Linked DNA regions of Anser cygnoides: region 2 is linked to region 1. The links are chromatin contacts, called in public Hi-C maps. All regions are on one chromosome and are shown on one strand. Each heading gives the region's core, a stretch centred on a gene start, on an enhancer-like site or on the middle of the called end of the contact. The rest is flanking DNA. Distances are from core to core; before and after follow the strand shown.

The links. A called contact is a pair of places that touch in the nucleus more often than the background predicts.
Region 2: a Hi-C map of liver shows a contact between it and region 1, with 2.2 times the contacts expected there. The contact joins two enhancer-like sites. A contact is called at or near these places in 2 of 7 Hi-C or Micro-C datasets (both in liver).

What each region holds. Positions count from the first base shown.
Region 1 is chr1:22,135,816-22,143,105 of Taihu_goose_T2T_genome, reverse strand. No RefSeq gene overlaps it. Among named protein-coding and RNA genes, the nearest start is that of MAPK11, 47 kb to the right of the region's middle. Within about 2 kb of position 3,150, at least 2 of the 3 cell types and tissues checked have open chromatin away from gene starts, as enhancers often do. A contact at or near this core is called in liver, where this site is marked.
Region 2 is chr1:22,269,636-22,276,925 of Taihu_goose_T2T_genome, reverse strand. All of the region lies in intron 2 of PLXNB2 (plexin B2), which reads left to right. Among named protein-coding and RNA genes, the nearest start is that of PLXNB2, 140 kb to the left of the region's middle. Within about 2 kb of position 3,890, at least 2 of the 3 cell types and tissues checked have open chromatin away from gene starts, as enhancers often do. A contact at or near this core is called in liver, where this site is marked.

The DNA.
Region 1 (7,290 bases), core at 1,901-4,400:
TAAAAGATGTTAGAAAAAAAGCGAGACAACTGATACAAGGAATTATATGATATTTTATAGGTTTTTCCCACTTTAAGTAGTCTAAAATGTCATTTAACTTGGGCAACAAAATTTGATTTTACAGGTACATAAATATATACGTATCTATATATGTGAGCAGAGAGTGTTGTATAACTATATTTAACTTGGCATGCCTTTAATAAAACTTTCCTGTGGAAAACTCTCAGAGATTTTTAATCTAAGCAACTAACCATAAAGTTTTCCCCATAACAGTAAATTACAACAATTTTGCCCAAGGCTTTAACATCCCTGAGTTTTGCTCTTTGAATTAGATTGTGATGATCAATATTAATAGTCCCTGTTCAGATATGGTCACTGCAAAACTTAGATGAAACCCTCTTTACCTCTGAATTTTATTGCAAATGTGAACATTTATCAACACTTATTCAAGACATAAATGAGAAAGCGAACAGCTATATCATGAAAGAGCCTAGTTAAAATTTAACCTCCATGCCACACATCTAGAATATTTTTCAGAAGCAAATGTAGACTTAGTGTTATTGCAGGGAAGACAGTAAAATCCATGAATATTTGTGAGTCCACTCCTAAGTGCTTTGGAGAGTGAGAAGGTATATTTTTTTCTTAGTGTGGTCATAGCTTTTTTGCATTAGCTCTTGGACATATTCATGTCTTTCTGTCTTTCATTGTTTAGAATGTATAAAGGTCCTAGAACTAAACATCTTTCTGCAGGTAACTATATACCCTGAAATAAAATAAATAAAATAAAATAAATAAAATAAAAATAAAATAAAATAAAATAAAATAAAATAAAATAAAATAAAATAAAATAAAATAAAATAAAATAAAATAAAATAAAATAAAATAAAATAAAGTAAAATAAAATAAATAAAATGCCCAGACCCTTTGGTGACATAAGCTACATATCCCATGCCCAATAAACACATATTTTGTCCAGCTGTGTAGGCTTTGCCTTGTGCCCAGCGAAGGTGCAGCTGTGTTGTGCTTGGACACACGCTGGGCACGTCACTCTCAGCACCCCCAGGCTTTGGTTTCCCATCCCCACTTTCCTGTTGAACTAAAGTTTGTATCCAGTGTTTTGACAAGAATGATGTCGAAACCTTTCGCTTGTGCTCTCTGATGGGACGAATATAGACATATCTGCAAGACAAGGCAGAAAAGGCATTTGCCCAAAACAGCTCTCAAGGCAAGGGGATTTTTTCAAGAAATACTGGTTAAAAAAGCAGCAGTTCAGCTGTTTGAATATAAAGCTGTCTCAGTGTCTGCAAGAACAGGAGGGGGCCGAGGTAAGTCGTTTTTCAAAAGCACAAGAGAGCTGCCAGAGGCAGGTGGAAAAAGTGAACATGACTTTTTAAGGCAGATTTTGTACAACTCAAGTCCACCACATTTGTCACTGGAATCCATATGAAGAGCTTGCTGCACTGGAGACCCTTCAGAGCTGGTACCTGTTGGGTCTCCCTTCTTCGCCCCTCAGTGATTATTTATTACAACAGGATAGCTTTGTTGAGTGAATGGCTCTGTGGGACATCTCAGGCACCCTGTCCCTGCTTTTCAGTGCACCTCACACACCATCATACATTTGTACCTTCTTTGGAAGCCACCATGATGGTGCATCTGACCAACAACCGAAGAGAAGAAACAGAGCTTGTGGTGGGAAAGGGCTCCAAATCCAATGGTTTGGGCCTAGGTATTTCATGCACTATGGCTGTGGTGAAAGCAGTCCCAAGAGCTGGTGACAATCCTGATCTCCAGCTCAGAGGAACTGAACAGTTTCCCCTGTGGCCTCCCCCTTTGCTTTGTCAGGAAGTATCTTCTCGTTGTCCTAGATGAGAGAAGAGGGAGGACTTTTTTTCTGTGGGCTGCCCAGAAGCCAAGAAGCCTGCAAGCAGAAAAGATACCTCAAGCAAGCACAAGTTCCTGCACTGTCTTACACCCTAAAATCACCAGGTTCTGTTTCATGAATTTTCTTTTGAGGTTATCCTCTTGATCAGCTCCACCTGCATAACATTACCCAGATTTCTAGCAAAATCTGGATTCCTGGCCTTGGATCCCTAGCAGCTTTACTGAACTTCTGGAGGTGAGTTTTTCTAGCATGATTTATTGTGACTTCTCCCTTGCTGCCTCAACAGCTATTCTCCTGTGACAGCTCTCATCTTTTCTTTCTCCCACAGCCCCATTACCCCACACAGCCCACCTACTCACACAAAATCCATGTACCTCATGTAGCTTTATTACCACATATCTTTTGGTCATACTGGCTACCACCCATTTCATAGGATCATTGCATAATCCAGGCTGGAAGGGGCTTCAGGACAGCATTACACCCCTCTACTTTGCAGTTGTACCGCTAAGTACAATTTTAGGAATGAGGTCCCTTAGAGACTTGGACTCATGCATCCTATTGACTACCAAGGTCCAATGCGTGCCTTTCAAAAATATATAAATTTATATTTATTTTTTCTTGTTGAACACCCCAGGTTCTCTCACTCCTGCTTACCTTGTAGGAAGCAGGTTAGCAAAGGTGTGACAAAGCTGGGAGTTTTAAATTCTATGGCCCTTACATCCTCATATCATTAACGGGAAAGAACCCAAGAATTTCAGCCCCGAGAATCACAGTCTTAAGCAACTGAGTTAACAGAGTAATAGCTGGCAACACTAAAATGTGTCTATCACTTGGTAAACAAGCTCCTAACTGAGCCAGTAGTATGTGCCCCGTTCTGCGCCAGGAGAGGAGGTTAAAGTCCTCCTCTGGCAAACACCCACGTCAGGAGCTCTCAGGACAAGCCTGTGGCCAGAACATGTCATTTTTGTTTAGATATCACTCCCTGGCCTGTACTGTACAGAAAATCAAAAGATTTCTTTTTTTAGTCCACAAATCTATAGATATTAACGTAGAAGTATCTGTTGCTAACATGTGACATCAGTCATCCGAAATCCCCCCCAGCCAGTAACGGCATCAAAGACTTTATTTCCTCTGTTATTAGGTACATTGTTTACAACAGCGCAGAAGACCACAGAGAGAGTTAAAAAGATATTTGCCATCCTTCATTAGCGATGTCAACACTGTCTCTTGGGAAAAAGGATCTTTGGGTAAAAGGGTAAAATCTTCCATCTGGAAGGTTTGAAAATCTCTCCGAGTTTTTGTTCCTTAAAGTCTCTGGTGTCAGATTCCTATGTTGGGGGATGTCTGTACATCAGTTTCTCTCTCTGGAGGCAGGATCTGTTTTCTGAATTCTCTCTTTTCCTTTTTTTTTTGCAAAGGGGCAGTTAAAAGTCATTCAGTCTGTGTTGTTTATAATTTTGTGTTCTTTCAGAATAATTTTCAAAACACTTTGATTTTCTTTTCAGCTGTGAAAGAATAGTCCAAGACCAAACATGTTATTCTTTGAAATTAACTCACTCACTAAAGCTGGTTTCCCTATAAATTTTACTGAAGTGGGTGATTAAGATCTCTTCTCTACAAATAATGTGTCATGCAATACAGCTGTAATGAGACTACAGTCTGATTATTTAAATGGATGAATATTTTTATTAACTGCAAAATCACTTTTGGCATGCTCTGTATTTACTACTTAATGAGACTTTGAAATCACAATAGCGGTTTCACACATGGTTAGGGAGGTTAACTGCAAATGCTGGTTACTTCTGCCCTCAAAGTTGAGTCTGGCCTTCACGTTTCTCTAGGGCATCCATTTCATATAAAGAACAAGCTTCATCAAGAGCCTGAAGTCGGAGGTAGATTATACATACTTCATATTTTCATGTCCTGCACAGGGCAGCTGCAGGGTTAGTGGGCACTAGTGGATTTCTGAAGTCCTTTAAGAACCAAAAAGCCCACCTCGAGTGGCAGCCATCCACCTACATCTGCAGATGGGTGACAGAAAAAAAAAAGGAATATAACGAATCAAGAAATAAAATAAAGAGTATGAGGAAATGATAAAGAATACGTGAAGTGAAATGCTTCAGTATATGTACATTCTGTATGCTGAAGTCAATGAAAAATGAGATTCTAAAACAAAGGTCTTCCCTAGCCAGCATGAGGCAGAAGCAGAGCATTCATGAGAAGCCCCTAGCCCTCAAAGTCACTCTCACCAATGCACAGGCTTCAGCCTCATGGCAAGCAAGGAGAAATGGGCTAGAGGAATCCAGAATGACACCCCGAGGAAACCCTATGAAGAACAGCCCTGTTGTACTCCTTGGGAGGTATACACGAGAAATGGTGCAGCTGTGGGATTCAGATTCCTTCGGGGCTTTTGAAAATCAGGAGGTTTTAGACATAATCAGTGGTAGTTCCAGTAAGAGCCACATTGTTTCTATATTTCTCTAGCAGAAATTCGAAATAAAAACACATGGTAGGTGCCGGGCCTTCTCCAAAAGACTGATACTGCTTTAAGTTATCCTGAATCTATTTGTGCCATCTTCTCCTTTCTCTGAGGCCTGGTAAAATACTTCTTCAATTATCTACTACTCCAAACTGTTACAAAGGACTCCTGGGATGAGCACCTCTGCAGTCTAGGATATGAACAAAGGTTGCTTATTTGAGTAGAGCCAGAAGTCCCTACAGAGGTGAATCATTTGGTGGCACTAGTGGTGAATCATTTGGAGGTGAATCATTTGGTGGCACGAGTTTGAACCTCCCTGCAGCACAGCTCTGTCATTACTGCTCTGAGCTAGTTATGCCACTTTCGGTGTCGGGCCTGCTGTGGCTCTGGTTAGACGGTACTTCCCTACACAACCTGCTGTCGCACCAAGTGTATACGCCCAGAAGAACTTTCATGGTTTGTCTCCACACTGTGGTACCGTAGAGGTTAGCAGGCGATTGTGGTTGTGCATGGTCTACTTTAGAGAATAGTCAATGAGAAGGAAAATCTGACAGCATAAGAGGGCTGGATTAAGAATCAGATTTTTGCTGTGCATTCATGTAACGATACCAGTGGACCGTAAAGACAGCTGTGAAGAAGTATGATGATCCCTATTGATCCCAATGGATGGGTCTTACAGTGGTGGTGTCTGCTGTCCTTTAGAGAGGGAGGTGAACAGGGGAGTGGAGCAGGAGGGGCCTTCCTAGAAGATCATTGTAAGTTTTGATGACTGATCGGAGGAGGAGAGTGAAGTCTTTACACTGGCACCTTTTCCTTGACTTTGACCTTACACAGAACCAGCAGCCCACCAGAAACCCTACTCAGAAAGGAATTTTCCCACACTTCCATGTTTTTTGTTTTGTGCAGGTGTCTTTTTCTCCTCCCACATTTTCCATCTTAGTGCATGAGAGGGGAAAGATGAGCTGCACCTGAGAGAGCTGGACTCTGCAATAGGAAGCTGAAAGGGCTAGCTGTGGGGTTTTGGAGGCTAAAATGTCCTACATAACACAGGGCTGGGGTGAGGGAGAAAAGAAGTCAATAAGCTTCTGACCCTGCCAGGTAACAAGCCAGCAGGCTCTCAATAAAGATAAACCATGTTCATTTCCTGAGTCTTAACTGGTCCAGAGTACAAACATACTGACATGAAGCTGTCTGTGTAGAGACAAACAAAGAGATGATGCTTGAGGTTTTGAGTGCAGAGATTTCATGAGGACTTTTTCCTGTAGCAGAAATAGCATCAATAAAACTTTTAAACTAAGGATTTAAAACATAAATAAATAAAAGACCACCCAGTTAAGCACTTGAAATCATCAATAGAAGCTTTCGTTTGGGAACTGCTCCTTTTACCCTTTCTTTTAATTTCAGATTATTTAAAGGGCCAACACTTTCTTCACTTGGCAACGCTTGAGATGGTGTTAAAGGTAAGAGCTTTTGTCAGGAGACAAGAGAGAGTGGGCACGGGGAAGAGAAAGGAGAGAAAATCTTAGAGATTAACTGGGAGGAGTTGTTGTTTTTCTTCAGCTGGAGTCTGATCAGGCTTTCCTGAATACAAATTAGAATAAGTCAAATAAAAGCAAGGGCTAATAAATGCAGCCTCTGTTGCTGGTGCTAGCTCTCTACTAAAGAATGGCAGATACATGCGTAGCCTTATCAGTCACAGATGTATGCAAGCAGCAGGATGTTTGGAGTTTTTCTTTCAGTTGCATATTTGGCCATAGGCTTAGAATAAAATTGCAAAGAATGCAGGCTTAGCCAGCTACGCCAGACTCTCATTGTAGAGAAGTTATAAACACCCAGACAAGAAAAGAGAAGAAAGAAGACAGGGAAGGAAAAAAAAGGTGATATTCAGGAAAGACACAGTGGATGTGGCCTAGTCAGGTTTCTCCCTGGCTGTATGAGTGGGTGACACCTGTGGGGTCCTGAAGGCACAGGGATGTCACCATGGGTCCCACAACCCTCGACATGAGAATGTGGTAGCCATCAGAGTAAAGCTCCCTCCTCTCAGTCCGTATGCTCTCCTATCACTGATATTTATATATTCCGATATATTCACTGATATTTCCGGCTCTGCAGGGGTGCTGGTTGACAGCGGGCTCAATATGAGTCAGCAGTGTGCCCAGCAGCCAGGAGGGCAAACTGCAGTCTGGGGCCCATTAAAAACAGCACAGCCAGCTGATCAAAAGGGGTGATTCTCCCACTACATTTAGCATTGGTGTGGCCTCCCCTTGAATATTGTGTGCAGTTCTGGGCACCACAATCTGAAAAGGATGTTAAGATACTTGAAAGTGTCCAGAGGAAGGCAACAAAGCTGGAAAAAGGGCTAGAAGGCATGTCCTGTGAGGAAAGGCTGAGGACACTTGTGTTGTCTAGTCTGGAGAAAAGGAGGCGACCTCATTGCTCTCTGCAACCTCCTGAGGAGGGGAAGTGCAGAGGGAGGTGCTGGTCTCTGCTCCTTGGTCACCAATGACAGAATGCAAGGGAACGGGACAAAGCTCCACCAGGGGAGGCTCAGACTGGACATTAGGAAAAACTTCTTTACCATGAGAGTGCTCAAACACTGCAACAGGCTTCCGCACAAGGTGGCTGACGCTCCGTGCCTGTTAGTGTTCAAGTGGCATTTGGATAATGCCCTCATTAATATGCTTTAACTTTTGGTTAGCCCTGAAGTGGTCACGCAGTTGGACTTGATGATCTTTGTAGGTCCGGTCCTATCCTATCCTATCCTATCCTATCCTATCCTATCCTATCCTATCCTATCCTATCCTATCCTATCCTATCCTATCCTATCCTATCCTATCCTATCCTATCCTATCCTATTCCAAACATTTGCTGTCCCCCAAATGCAAGCAGGCCAAGCCACCCATGCTTTCATTATTAGACACAGCATGCA
Region 2 (7,290 bases), core at 2,641-5,140, 130 kb before region 1:
TATTAGTCTGGGAAAGAGTAAAAATTCCCAGGTGAGCTTGGTCATCAAATCGGCTGGCCGTGTGCCTTGTCATTCCCTGTAGATGCCGGCAGCTGACCTGCCGTGGCACTCTGAGAACACGTGTTCGTCCTTCAGCCACTGGCTGTGCTCAGTAGCGCTGGGCAAGTTAAGGTCCCGTGGAGGGGGCGTGAAATCAGTGTTTGCAGAGTCTCTGCTTGTAGAGCCCGCTGTGACGTGCTCCACGAGATACGGCGGTATCAGTCTGAGCCTGGCTGGTATCTCAGTTTGGAATAGTTTCTTTTAGGGAAAGAAAAATAAAAATGTGTCTTTCTTAGTGAAGTAGAAACAATAAGCCTACACCCTTCTCCGAGCCCAGCAATACCTCTGAATTATTTGCAGAGGAGCAGGCGGCGGCTCTGCAGGCGGGGTGCCGCGGGGAGGCCAGGCAGCTGCCCTGGCACAGCGCCTCGGGGACAGGAGCTGGGGAGGCGCAGGGGTGGCTTCCTCAAAGCCAGGTAGGTTAAGCTGACAGAGCAAGTTCTAACCGGGCAGGCAAGGCTCTACTGGACTTTTTACTGTCATGTTTGTTTTGTTAAGATGGGCACGGTAACAGAGCATATATACTCCTAGCAGATGCAGGAGGCCAGCTGGCCTGGCTTGCTGACATAAATAGGTGCAGATGATGGGAATCAAGGCAGGGGGTCTGGTTCCCAGCTCTGAAGGACTCCAGATCAGGAAGAAAGCTCACGGAGGAAACGGGGGGGCTCAAAAGTAGCTGGCAGATTCTCTGAGAGGCTCTGAAGATGGAGAAGAGCCCTTGTGCTTGATTTAAAGGAGGGCAGTGTTCTTGTAATGCTGATAATTAGGCAGCGTTGCCTCGTTCCTTAGTTTTGATGGACAAATGAGACATCCCTGGTATTTAAACCTTGATAGCTCTCTTGCTTGCTGATCTGGCCAGCAAGAGGCTACTGTTGTATTAATGAGAACGTTCTGATTTTTACACATTTCTCAGTTAGAAAGATGAAATTTCCATCAAGCCTCAAAGCAGGCTTTGTGGCAATTTCTTACTTGTGTTCTTAGAAACAAACAAAATATATAAAATTTGCAATGCAATGAGCTATTCCAGACAAAAATAAAATAAAGTAAAGTTAACAAGAGACCTAAAACTTCACCAGTCTTTTCAGTGGGGCTCTGGCAAGGCTCACCATGCCAGGAATGCTCACAGCGTTTCAGATTCAGCTCCAGAGGAATTAGCGTCCCAGGCTGGGGGAGTGGGAAGTGAACCCTGGGTGATCTTTACTTTCTTTCCTTTCCTTTTTTTTTTTTCTTTGGCTCTACACTCAAATTAGCTATCTCTAACTGTTCCTCCCGCACCTTCTTCTCTGTTCAATGTCTTGCAAACACATTTAAAGCAAAAACCTGCAGTGTTCAGGATACACTCTCCATCCTTTCAGGCTTTCCTTTTGGTTTCCACGACATCCTTTGCTGCTTTTTCCTTATGTGACTTATTCTGTCTCATCCATGTCATGTTCCCCATTTAACAATCTTTTCTCCTTTCTACCTTCCTACTCTTAACATTTTTTCCTCTCCCTCTTCACACTCCCACTGCCATGCCTGCTCATTTTTCCAATACGGCAGGCTGTGTTTTCTAATTTAGGGAATAAACCTTAAATTCGTGTGCAAGTCCTTCCACTGACTGCATGATTAAGGGACTGCAGGACTGGGCTGGAGTTTGTCAGATGTGTGGGGAAAGGTAGAAGTCTGCTAGTGAAGCCAATTTTAAAGCAGTCTTAATTACCTTGGTGGTTTGGATTGCTTTGGTTGACCATTAAAATGCATATTTCTAAGGCGAGGTGTGCACCAACGGTATTGTATAAGTAATAAAGAATTTAAAGAGCTTGATATAAAAGACTTTATAGAGGTAATATATTACTTCCAGTCGAGAGAAATAGAGGGCACTTTAAAATTAGTTTTACTAGCACCGTGTGTTTAAAAAAAACTTCTTTTTCCTTTTGTTTAACCTCCTCTGCAAGCCTGGGCTTGTTTGAGGCTCCCAGGATCCAATTTCGTGTAGTATCCTATTTCAAATCCAGGCCAGAGCAGATCGATAGAAAATCAGTGCTCTCAGAAATAAAACTGCCTGTGGAATGCCTTCAGCTCCATGAAGATGAAGGGGGGATGTAATACCACAGACACTGATTTTCTTTTCTGAGATGGGAAGCTCTGAAGCAGTGTCCGTGGATGTTGCACAATTTACCTTGATTGAACAGTAATGATCATTGGGCAATTTGGGTGATTTTTTTGTGTTCTTCAGTTTGCAGTTAACAGCTGTGTTTTGCGAAGGGGAGGTTGGGGGGGGGGGGGGGGGGTGGGGAATTGTTGCTGAGGTTGTTTTAAGCCAAAGCAGCAGCTGTAGAATATTTTATAGCGGGAGCAGAGCTACCTGTAAGTCTGCACATAGCTCGAATACCGGAGATTTGTGGTAATTCTTGTCAGTGAGATATTTACTGGTATTTTGAAATGATCGAGCTACTTCAGTACTTTGAAATCTGTAGGTGAATGAAAGCTAGTCTATTAACTGGTCTGTGTTTATACCAGTATTTATGGTCAGCACAAATACAGATGATAGTCTCCTTCGTTTTCAGTACACTTCCCTGTATGCCTCCTCTCTTCCATGGCCAGAGAGGAAAACAAAAAAAAAAAAAAAACAAAAAAAAAAAAAGATTTTTGGGTCATTGGGAACAGAGGAAAACGGCAATATCATTTTAGGACTTTGAGGGAGTAGGCATCGATCAATGCTTTGAGCCAAGTAAAGGGAAAACTGAACTTCTGAGCTTTGGGTGATTTTGAGTGCAGGAGTTATTGACTGTGCCAGTATTATGTTGAATTCCTGGAAAACTGACAGTAAACTTTGCTCTGCTGGAAAGTGGTGTCCACCTGCTGCAGGTGATGCTAGTGACCTGGGGAGCATCTCCCACTGGTGGCACAATGTCAGTGCGAGTGGCAAGGCTGCACGAACAGAGCCTTGGCCCCCTGTGCTGCCAGAGCAAGCGGGGGGCCTTTGGAGAGAAATTGTGTGCTCACATGTTGGAAACAGTGCTGTCCAAAGCTGGCCAAGAAAGTAACAGCAAGCACAAAGAGCGTTTGAATTTATTTTATGGTCTGTCCCTTGGGCAGTAAAGACTTGTCTGTTGTGGACCTTGAGCGTGCTGTCCCCTTCAAGGGCAGGTACACAGAAGTGTATTTCAGCTGGGCGAGGCTAGCTAAATGCACTGCCTCTCAAAAGTGGAAGTGCAAGTGGTTCCTGTCTTTCACATGAGTGGGGGGGTTGCGTCTGTAGCCTCTTCCTATGTCGAACCATGTGAACTTATAAGAACACACGTGCACACAGACAGACAACGTAATCGGGACAGCAATCCTGGCTTTACAGAAACTCTCACGTACTTCAGTGACCATAGGATTTCACCTTTGGCCTTTGGATTAGCTCATGTTTTGTAAACTGCTTGGTGATTAACCTTTAGCTAGAATATGAAGTCTGCAGCAAGTGTTTACTTAATAGTTAGAGATTTGATTCCTGCTCCCAGGCAGCCAATATTGCTTGGCATGAGTTATAAATAAAAGATCTGTCTCCAGAAATTTCAGAGAGCTCATTCTGGTCTCCTGACAGATGCGGAGAAAGCAAAGTGCTCAAAGAAAAGACTAATGAGAAAACTGTTGGAAGTCTGTCTGTGGTCATCGTATGGACTGAGGAGGCCGTGCTAAGCAGCTAACGAGACGTTCTTTACTCTCTTTGCATATTTATGCAGAGTATATCAGGAAAAAAAAAAAAAAGGCATTGATTAGTTTTTTACTAACTTCTAATTACTATTTTTTAAGCCAGAGGCCACAAAATTAATAATCTGTTACTCTGTTATATAAAGAGGATATTCACTTTAATATATTAGATTCCTAACTTTGGCACCTGCAATGCCTCTCTAGCCAACAGAAAGAGAAAGAAGCCCGCTTTCCACTGCCTTCTGGAAGAGCCTGCCTTTTCCCTTTGGCTATGTTGAGTGTAGAGAAACTAGCAGATTTAGCAGGTGTAAACATCCTGTACCATGAGATAAGTTGCTTCTCATGGGGTTCATTTTGCAACGATTTGCCAAACAGCATTAAAAAGTCATGGGCATAGACTGTATTGTTTATGATTTTGAATTTATCATCTTAACTCCATGGCATTCAAGTTGCAGATTAAAAACAAAAGAAAACAAAAACAAAACAAAAAACTCTAAAAGCATGGATATTTCTAATGCGTATTGATCTGTCTATCATGTAGAAAGAATCTCATATTCTCTGGCTCGCATACAGTGTTGAGCTTGTCGCATAGACTAGCCTGGTATGTTTATACTTAGTGTAGGTATTTTTATACTTAACCAGGAGTTCATCAGATATGCAAAGTTTCATTTTCATGAAGAAAAAACATACAGCCATCACTGTGTTAAAAATCTGCCTCTCCTATTATTCACCGGTAACTAATACAGTTGACATTACTGCATGATTTTTATAGCATGTAATGCATTACTGCATCATAGCATGATTTTTGTGGTATCAATTTGGGACAACAATGTTATTTACAACCAAAAAAGCATGAGTGAGTTACAATGACCATCCCAATAGGTACCAATATTTGTTTTATATTACAGCTCACTATCAGGCATCTTGTTTGTGTCTCATAGCTGTGGATCTTTCTAAAATAGCTTTTTGCGTAAAGGCTTAAAAGGTGTTCCTGTTCTTGGTAGGTGTATTCCTATTTTTGGTATCCTTATTCTTGTAAATTTACCAGGCTTTATATGCCGTTGGAAGATGAGGAAGTGAGGTTTAAGAGTTTCTCAAGTAGCTTTTGAGAAACTAGAGTTGCTTCTCTGTTGCTTTGCATTGGATGAAATCCTTATGCCAGGCCACGTGGTGAGTATCAAGGTCTAATGGATCACCATTAGGTGCTGGCTCTATACTGGTCAGAGTGGGGCCTTGTTGCCTTATGTGAGCAACAAGGCAGGGTACAATTTTGTCCAGTGTCAACTGTAAGGTTTTTTAAATAACAATTTGAACAGGCTGGAAAAGTGTACCTCACCACTCCTTCACTGATACTTGTTTCAGTTCTTTGTCCTAAAATGTGAGATACTGGACCTCAACCAGTTCAAAGAGCATGTTCTTGCTATTTGATCTTTGCAGTGAAATACTGTTGAAAGAGCAGGTAGGCTTTCTAGGCTGGTCAGAAGGGACAGCAGAGAAAGTGGCTAGTGCATTTAATTCCGTAGTCAAGAAATCTCTGTGGAAAAGTCTATAAAGAGATAAGGTATTTAGTCACATTAGACTGAAGTGAAGGATATTCAGAAAGGCTAATGGAATACTAATTCTTGGTTTTCATTATCGAGTTATGCTGGTCTTTGTTCTTGTATTGTATCTGTGAAACTCAGACTTTGGTCTGAGACTTTTAACTTAAATTTTAAGAACATAAAACTCTAGCATATATGCTTTTTCTTTTTTTTTTTCTTTTTTTTTTTTTTCTCTTCCCTGCAAACTACAGGAAAAGAAAAATGAAAGGGCTTAGTGAAAGTGGTGGTCCTTTTGAGGTACATCCAGCAATATTAAACACTTCCATCGTCATTTTAATATTCTGCAAATTTTTGCACAGAGGAGATCAAGGTCTTTTCATAGCACATAAATTTGTGGACAAAAGGATGTGGGTTTGACTGGAAACCAAAGCAAAAGAAAGCGTTTCAGCAGTATTAGATGTAAGTGTACTAAAGGTAGAGCTATGTCGAGGAGCTTCCAGAAAATGATGATACGAAGCCTGAGGTAGCCAAGTGGAGGAGACAGAAAGGAAGTCAGTGATAAATCTTTGGAGCTTGTATGTTAGAAGTGAAACCGGTGTCTCTGAGGTCAAAGAGTTGTAAAGGGCAGAAAGGGAATGACCAAGAACAACTTAAAACAGGGAGCTGAAGGTGAGCGAAGATGCAGAGTTAGCTGGGCATTGCAGTGTAGCAGTGTGACAGAGAGTTAATTAGAAATGTAAATACACCGTAATGTTTGTGTCTTAAGCTGACATTTAATACCAGCCTAAAATTTTCAATAGTAAATTCTGTGTCCTGTTTCCATATGGACACGATCTTGGTGTTGTAACACAGCGCTCCTAGCACCAAAATGTGAGGATCCATTTTCAAATTTAAGCTCAAAACAGAAATCCTGGAAGTGTTATCCTACATGCTCAGAACTATCGAGTGCACCACGCTTGTTAGCTAAACAGCCAAATACAAGTCCTGTGGGTGTGTAAATGCCTGTATGAAAAGTATCTGCTCAATATGTTCCTCAGAGCTGAAGCTCGAGGGAGTAAGGCCTGTGTCTGGGAACCGGATAGTGCAACTTTCTATCCCTGACCCAGCGTGTGCCCTTTCTAACAAACAGACAAAAACATGCCTCAAAGAAATGTGGTTTGTAATCTGTTTTTAGCCCTAGAAGCAAATAAACAAAAATAGCATTTAATACATTTGTACTTTTAACAGCACTGGCTGTGGGCTCAGTAGGACGAGTGCTGCCTTTGTTCCTTGCAGCTTTCAGAAGCCACCGTTCCTCCAGGAGCCACAGCACTGGAGCTTCACTCAACATTTAAATGTAGCTGATCAACCTGGGCTAACCATCTTTTTGAAATGACAGTACCTAAAGACATTCCCCCTACTTACTGAGACACAAGTTGCATGAAGAGCAAGAGGTCTCTTGCAGGATAGGGAGTTTGTTTGCAGCTGTGCTGGATTATTTACCTGTCCTGATAGTCTCAACTACATTACATGTCCATGGTGTTCTTTGTCCTTTTTTTTCCTAAGAAAGTCTTTTGATTTGAAAGGCAAAAATTTTGTCGTGAAAAAGCAGGAGCTTTTAAGTGCATTCAGATTGGAGTGAGGCAGTATAGGAGCTAAATGTAGTCTAATGGCAGTCATCTCCATATATCTCCCTCTGTGGTTATAGAGGGGAGAGGGAGTCTCCTCCAAAAAGTAGTTCAGAAAAGCCAGATTCCTCTTCCAGAAGGTGATCCGTAGCAGGACTCTCTCTCTTGAGCCCTTGGAAAGAAAGGTGGGCAAGATGACCTCCAGAGCTCCCTTCCAACCTCAACCATTCTGTGAAGGTCAACCTTGTTGGACTGTGAAGTTAGCTTCTGTGAGTGTCCCCTCACCCCACACTTGCTCCTGGTTCATGTTCCTCGTTGCTGTCAGCTGTAAAGAAAGTTGACTGTGTCATCTAAGTACTTTTGACTTT